Regions from separate parts of the Mus musculus genome. Here region 1 is linked to region 2. Evidence: chromatin contacts called from public Hi-C data. All regions are on one chromosome and are shown on one strand. The core of a region is the stretch at or near the end of the contact, and the rest is flanking DNA. Distances in the headings are between cores, read along the strand shown. Region 1 overlaps Palld (palladin, cytoskeletal associated protein). Region 2 overlaps Palld (palladin, cytoskeletal associated protein).

What was found. Hi-C and Micro-C count contacts between places; a contact is called where the count stands out from the background.
Region 1: a Hi-C map of uterus shows a contact between it and region 2, with 3 times the contacts expected there. The contact joins two enhancer-like sites. A contact is called at or near these places in 1 of 15 datasets of contacts at CTCF or cohesin (the NIH/3T3 cell line), 2 of 484 Hi-C or Micro-C datasets (both in uterus), 5 of 115 datasets of contacts at active chromatin or transcription factors (astrocytes, cardiomyocytes, extraembryonic endoderm stem cells and 2 more) and 1 of 9 other capture datasets (embryonic stem cells).

Annotation. Positions count from the first base shown.
Region 1 is chr8:61,872,818-61,875,669 of GRCm38.p6, reverse strand. All of the region lies in intron 2 of Palld (palladin, cytoskeletal associated protein), which reads left to right. Among named protein-coding and RNA genes, the nearest start is that of Palld, 28 kb to the left of the region's middle. Within about 2 kb of position 1,284, at least 12 of the 459 cell types and tissues checked have an H3K27ac peak or open chromatin away from gene starts, as enhancers often do. A contact at or near this core is called in uterus, where this site is marked.
Region 2 is chr8:61,637,814-61,640,602 of GRCm38.p6, reverse strand. The region is part of intron 10 of Palld (palladin, cytoskeletal associated protein); the gene reads left to right. Among named protein-coding and RNA genes, the nearest start is that of Gm51575, 5.7 kb to the left of the region's middle. Within about 2 kb of position 1,357, at least 29 of the 459 cell types and tissues checked have an H3K27ac peak or open chromatin away from gene starts, as enhancers often do. A contact at or near this core is called in uterus, where this site is marked.

The DNA.
Region 1 (2,852 bases), core at 35-2,534, 240 kb before region 2:
AATTTAGTTTAGGAAAAGAATGAAATGGACAAGGTCAGCTACACAAGGTCAAAACAGACCTCATGCGTTTTTCCTTCCTGTGTGAGCTCATGCACACATCGCTGGCATGGATTTCACAATCATTGCTTAGAATAAATTCACTATTATTCACTAGCTAGTTTACACTGTCAGCTTTTACTGTAATGCTTGCTATTTTAAGAAACGAACAGCAGGGGGCGGTAAAAACCTTCTTAATGTGTTTGCTCAGACACATGGTTCTGGATTCTGTTTTCCAGAAGAATGTAATGCTTTCTTTCAGATTCTGTTTTGGTTTTTTTTTTTTAAAAAAACCTATCAATTTTAGGAGCAAATGATCGGTGAGGAATATATGTATGTGCAAAACAATGTTACTGACTTTGAAACTTTATGGTTCAATTTACATTTATGTACAAAACAGTCTCTTGCAAGTGGAACCCAGTAGCAAATGTATAACATGTCAAAACTGACTGAAATCACTCCACTCAGCACCAAAGGACCCAATCAAATGAGCAGGCATGATTCCTTGTTAAGGTTCACTTAGTCGTTTGATAACACAGTGGGCCATCAAAATCATGCCCAGGCTTCTTGAGGACAGCTGGGGACAGTAGGTTTAGACATTTGGTTAGTAGCATAGTATTATTAATTATTTCAGTGTACTAAAATCAATGACCAATGTTCATTTGACATGGTAAACAGTCATTAAATCTTTGGTAAAAATGCTTCATTGCTCATTGTTTACTTAACCTTTATATCCTTTAGGGTTTGTTTTTGTTTTGTTTTGCTTTAAGAAGACGACTATAAATACACGAGGTCGGGGAGATGAGGGTTGTTTTCATTCCTGTTTGAGGGATCTTGGTCATCTTGATCATGCATTTGGAAATATATCAAACTTCATGAGCATTCAACTTTATTGACCACGTGAGACATGATGGTCTTAGCGGAAAACCTTCTGTGAAGACAATTTTGTGTAAGGAAGGAAATCTTTAATAAAAAGTGCTCGCGCTGGAGCGTGAGAAACTGGCTCATCCTGCATCCATTCAGGGACCTACTGACCTACATATTAGTGAGACCTAGCTCCTCATCGGCAGGACACCTTCTAAGGATCTAGAAGTAGTTGGTTGTCTTATGGAGAGGAAGGGAGTGTCAAGGAATCTGAAGCAATCAGTGGGCAAAAGCTCAAAAGATAATGCTTGATAAACACAGAGGCGCATAGTATTGGGTGGCTGGCAGCTATCCTGGGAAGGGACAGGGTGTGCCTGGGTGGCCAACCAGAGGAAAGAATGCACGGTTGGCAGGTATGGCAGCAGGTGGCAGGATCTTGAGGTAGGGACTAGAACACGAGGAGAAACTTCACTTGTCAATAGTATAAGCCAGTGAGCAGCAAGACCTGGGTTTCAGGAGGACTCAGGCTCAGCCCAAGGAACACATTCAGCTCTGGCGCCGCCATGAGGCCAACGTTTAGTGACTGCGTTTGTGCGGTGGCCCGGATCAGGAAACAACTTCCTACAACTGCATGGCTAGGCTACTTACTGCTAGCTTAGAGGTCCTTAAGTAAGGCCAAGACAGAGACTGCTCCAAAGCCGCAGGCCAGACTTGGTAGCACAAGCCTTTAATCCCAGCAATGGGAAGCAGATCTCCTTTGAGTTCAAGGCCAGACTGGTGGACGTAATGAGTTTCAGGCCAGCCAGGGCTATATGGTGAGTCTCTGTCTTTAAAAATCAAAACAGAAGAAAACCCTGAGCATCACCAAACTAATAAATTAGATAAAGTAGCCCCAGATAAAAGGAGAAATGGGAGGAACAGTAATGAGAAGACAAACCAGTCATTTCAAGGCATTCCTACTTTAAACATAAGCACTGTCCCCAAATGTCACAAAAAAAAATGTGAAAGCAGAGTTCCTTCCCTCCTTTATTCTTACATACCCAGAAAACAATCTCAACAGTTAAAGGAAAGAGAAGATAGATAGAGAGATAGATAGAGTTAGGTAGATAGATAGATATACATATACACATGTATATATAACAAATAATTTATATACAATATGTATATAAATTATTTGCTATCAATTTTGTTTAAATTTTTTCAAAATTTCTATGTATTTGTGAACATGTGTGCTTGTATTTATTTGTGTGAGTATGTCTCTCTGTAACTGTATGTGCACATGTGTGTGCAGTGGCCCCCAGAGGCCAAAAAGACATCATTGAAGACTTTGTGTGCCATCTGATAGGATGTGAACTGTAGTCCTCCTGATTGAGCCGCAAGCACTCCTAACCTCTGAGCCGTTTCTCCTGTCTCATACAAGGTGAACTGTTACATCATCTGTTGCTCCATTCATGTCCTGTTCTAATGGCCCTCCTTTTTCAGTCTTTAGAGGGGCCTAGGGGCAGGGAACCTGACACCACTCACCTTTCTTGGTCTTCTGCGCACTCAGCCTTTGAGTGGATAACTAGTTCCTGAATGTGGGTTGTGGCGCCTACCTATAAACCTGGCACTGGGAGGATAGAAGCACAGTGATCTTGACTTTTAGATCAGTCTGGACTGGACAGCAAAGTTTAGTCTCAAAGCAACATGGCTTTGGTATTATAAAAGGGCGTCTTCCTCCTTTTCCTTGTCTTCTTCCTCCTCATCTCCTTTCTTCTTCTTCTGAGACTGAGCCCCACTATGTAGCTCTGGCTGTCCTGGAACTCACTATGCAGAGCTACATAGGGCCAGACTGGCCACAAACTCACAGAGATTCGCCTGCCTCGGCTTCCTTAGTGCTGGGATTAAAGCGTATGCCACCAGACTTGGCCTACACGTCTGCATTTAAAAGTATTTTTAATGGAAATTTTATC
Region 2 (2,789 bases), core at 108-2,607:
TTTTTTTGGTTTTTCGAGACAGGATTTCTCTGTATAGCCCTGGCTGTCCTGGAACTCACTTTGTAGACCAGGCTGGCCTCGAACTCAGAAATCCGCCTGCCTCTGCCTCCCAAGTGCTGGGATTAAAGGCGTGCGCCACCACGCCCAGCATCTCTCCAGCTTTGACATCAACCACTCAGCATCCTCACTCAACACGCTTCATATTTCTAGAACTCCACATAATCTAGACTCTTTCCTATGTCCTCATTTATCTTTCTAAGAACTCCTATCTGCCCTTCAGGCCATAGCTCAAATGTCACCTCTTCCAGGAGGTCTGCCTGATTTCTCTCATCACAGTTTCTCATTGTCATCTACGTCTCTTGTCTCTGTTGACTTTGTGCGTTCTTTGGTTGATGGTTGGGTTTTGTTTTCCAGTCAAGAGTCTCACTGTGTAGCCCACATTGGCCTCATGTTCCCGCTCATCTTCCTGCCTCCTCAACCAGAGGCCACACTCCAGCATTAGTTTCCTAAATACTGGAATGACAGGCATGAACCACCCTGAGTGACTCCTGATCTTTGACATTGCGTGTAAAGTTATAATTCTTTGGAGGTGCCTGCCCAAGATCAAGTCCTACCCTAAGTATAGTCGAAGGGCAAGGCATACTCTGTTTTAACTGTAGCATCAAAAACCTAAGTGACTCAGAGGAAGAGTTAAGATGGTTTCCTTCCCTGGGATGGTTTCTCTTTTAATGTTCTCTGTAATTGCCTGAGCAGGAGATTCATTGCTCTGCGGCATGACAGTGGGTCAAGGTTAAGGAGAAGAAGAGGCAGAGGCTGTTCTATTTAGTCTCAGGGAGATGGGCTTCTTCATGATTTCTTACATGCTAGTGTGTTCATGACCATATGCCTATAGTCTGTTTATTAAATTGTTTTCATTATGCATATGTAATTATTTTTGGAGAACATTGGCTAAATTAATATAAACCAGGCCAACACAGCTCATTTGAATGGTATGCATTTGGTTTGAATATGTCAGTGACTTTTCCAGTGAAGAACATCTATTTTAACCCAGTCGCCCATTATAAACAAATTATTCTCTTTGCTTCTATAAATCAGATTTTCAAGCCCACTTAATCTCAGGAGAGTGACTGAGCACATGGCTGCCTGCAAATGGTGACATTAAAAAATTGGCTTTGTCTGGTTTGTTCCGATCTTAAGAGACAGGAAAACCAACTGGGAATTTCAGGCTTGAGGCTCTCATAGGACAGGGTTTGTAAGGTTAAGAGCAGCAGTTTCTGAGAAGCTGGCCTGGGTCTATGAGAGACGGGCCTGCCTGGCCTCAGCACACAGCACAGAACACAGGCCTGGGCTGGTGTTAACCTTCTGAACTCCCGCTGCCTGCTACAGTTCTGCTTACCACTCAATCATGGCTCCCAGGACACATTCTCCTCCAGACTGTCTGCAGAGCTTAGGGAACCCTGAAAGGAAGCCTTTCAAGTCTGCTTCTCTTGAGAAAGCTAAACCTGCAAAACTTGGCCAGACACCACACTGGGTCTCCCTCTGTGGTGACTCAGAAATCTCAAGGAGAACAGGAAAATGGGGAAGAATAACGTTGACGGGGCCGAAGGGCATAAAGGGATGAAATTTGTATTTCCACTGAGTGGGTGATGTTTTTTCATTTCAAAGTCTGATGTAAAAAACTCACTGGTTTTTAGTTATCTACAGAGCAAGAACATAAACACTGCTATTAAAATATTTCATCTCTCCCAAATGAGGCACTGTGCAAATTTCCTTCTATGTGCAGGGAGGGCCTTCTGCACCGTCCCTACAAAGTACAGGCAGACACCCAGAATCTACTCTTGCTGGACCTGAAGTGAAGCGTGTGGTTTCACAGGAGACATGGGGAAAGGGCCTGGAGGAGAGGCCTTGGGAAGTCAGAGATGAGTTGGCGGCAAAAGAGAAACTGAGCCATGAAAGGCAAACTTATTCTAAATACTCCTTTCCCTCATTATCAACATGGACTCCTGAAACGATTGTTTAAAGTTATGCACTTATGTGGAGGGTGGGCCTAGATGTTTTACCATTTCACTATTCAGCAATCTGGAGAGCCACCCCACAGCACCTGGGAGATGGGTAGGGAACTTAGTGTGCCATCATCATGTGAGTCACAAGAGAACATCCAAAATGGTATTAAAGATAATATCAGGGAAGTGGAAAATATTCTTTTGTAAGCAGAAAGCTGTCTTCCAGCAGAAGCTAAACCATGATTTTCTTCGAATAGCAGACCATCAGCACGGACATGTCCTATCAATTTGTGGCTGATTAATGTATATACTCTATTCCATTAAACAATGTGACTAGTATGTCAAATGTGATTCCATAACATCCCTATTGGTAGTGGTTTAATTAAGCATGGAGAGAGAGAGAGTAAGGCTAGACAGACTGCTGGATTTTACCCTGTAGCCCACTAGCTTCAAGCACATGACCAGCTAGTACTAAAGCAATTCCAAGTAAAACTCGCCACTTTCTCTTTGCCAGTTTTCAAATGATCAGTTCTTCCTTCAATCTTAGTTATAACCTCTGTGTGTGTGTGTGTGTGTGTGTGTGTGTGTTGACACGGAGGGCCTTCCTAATCACTCGCCACTTTACTTCCTGAGACAGGAACTGTCACTGAACCCAGAACTCACTCTTCAAGCTTACTAGCTAGCCAGCTTGCCAAACAGGATCCATGTCTCTGCCTACTGAGTACTGGGATTACAGACAAGTCACACGCCCATCCAGGTTTTCACCTGGACTCTGGAGATATGAAC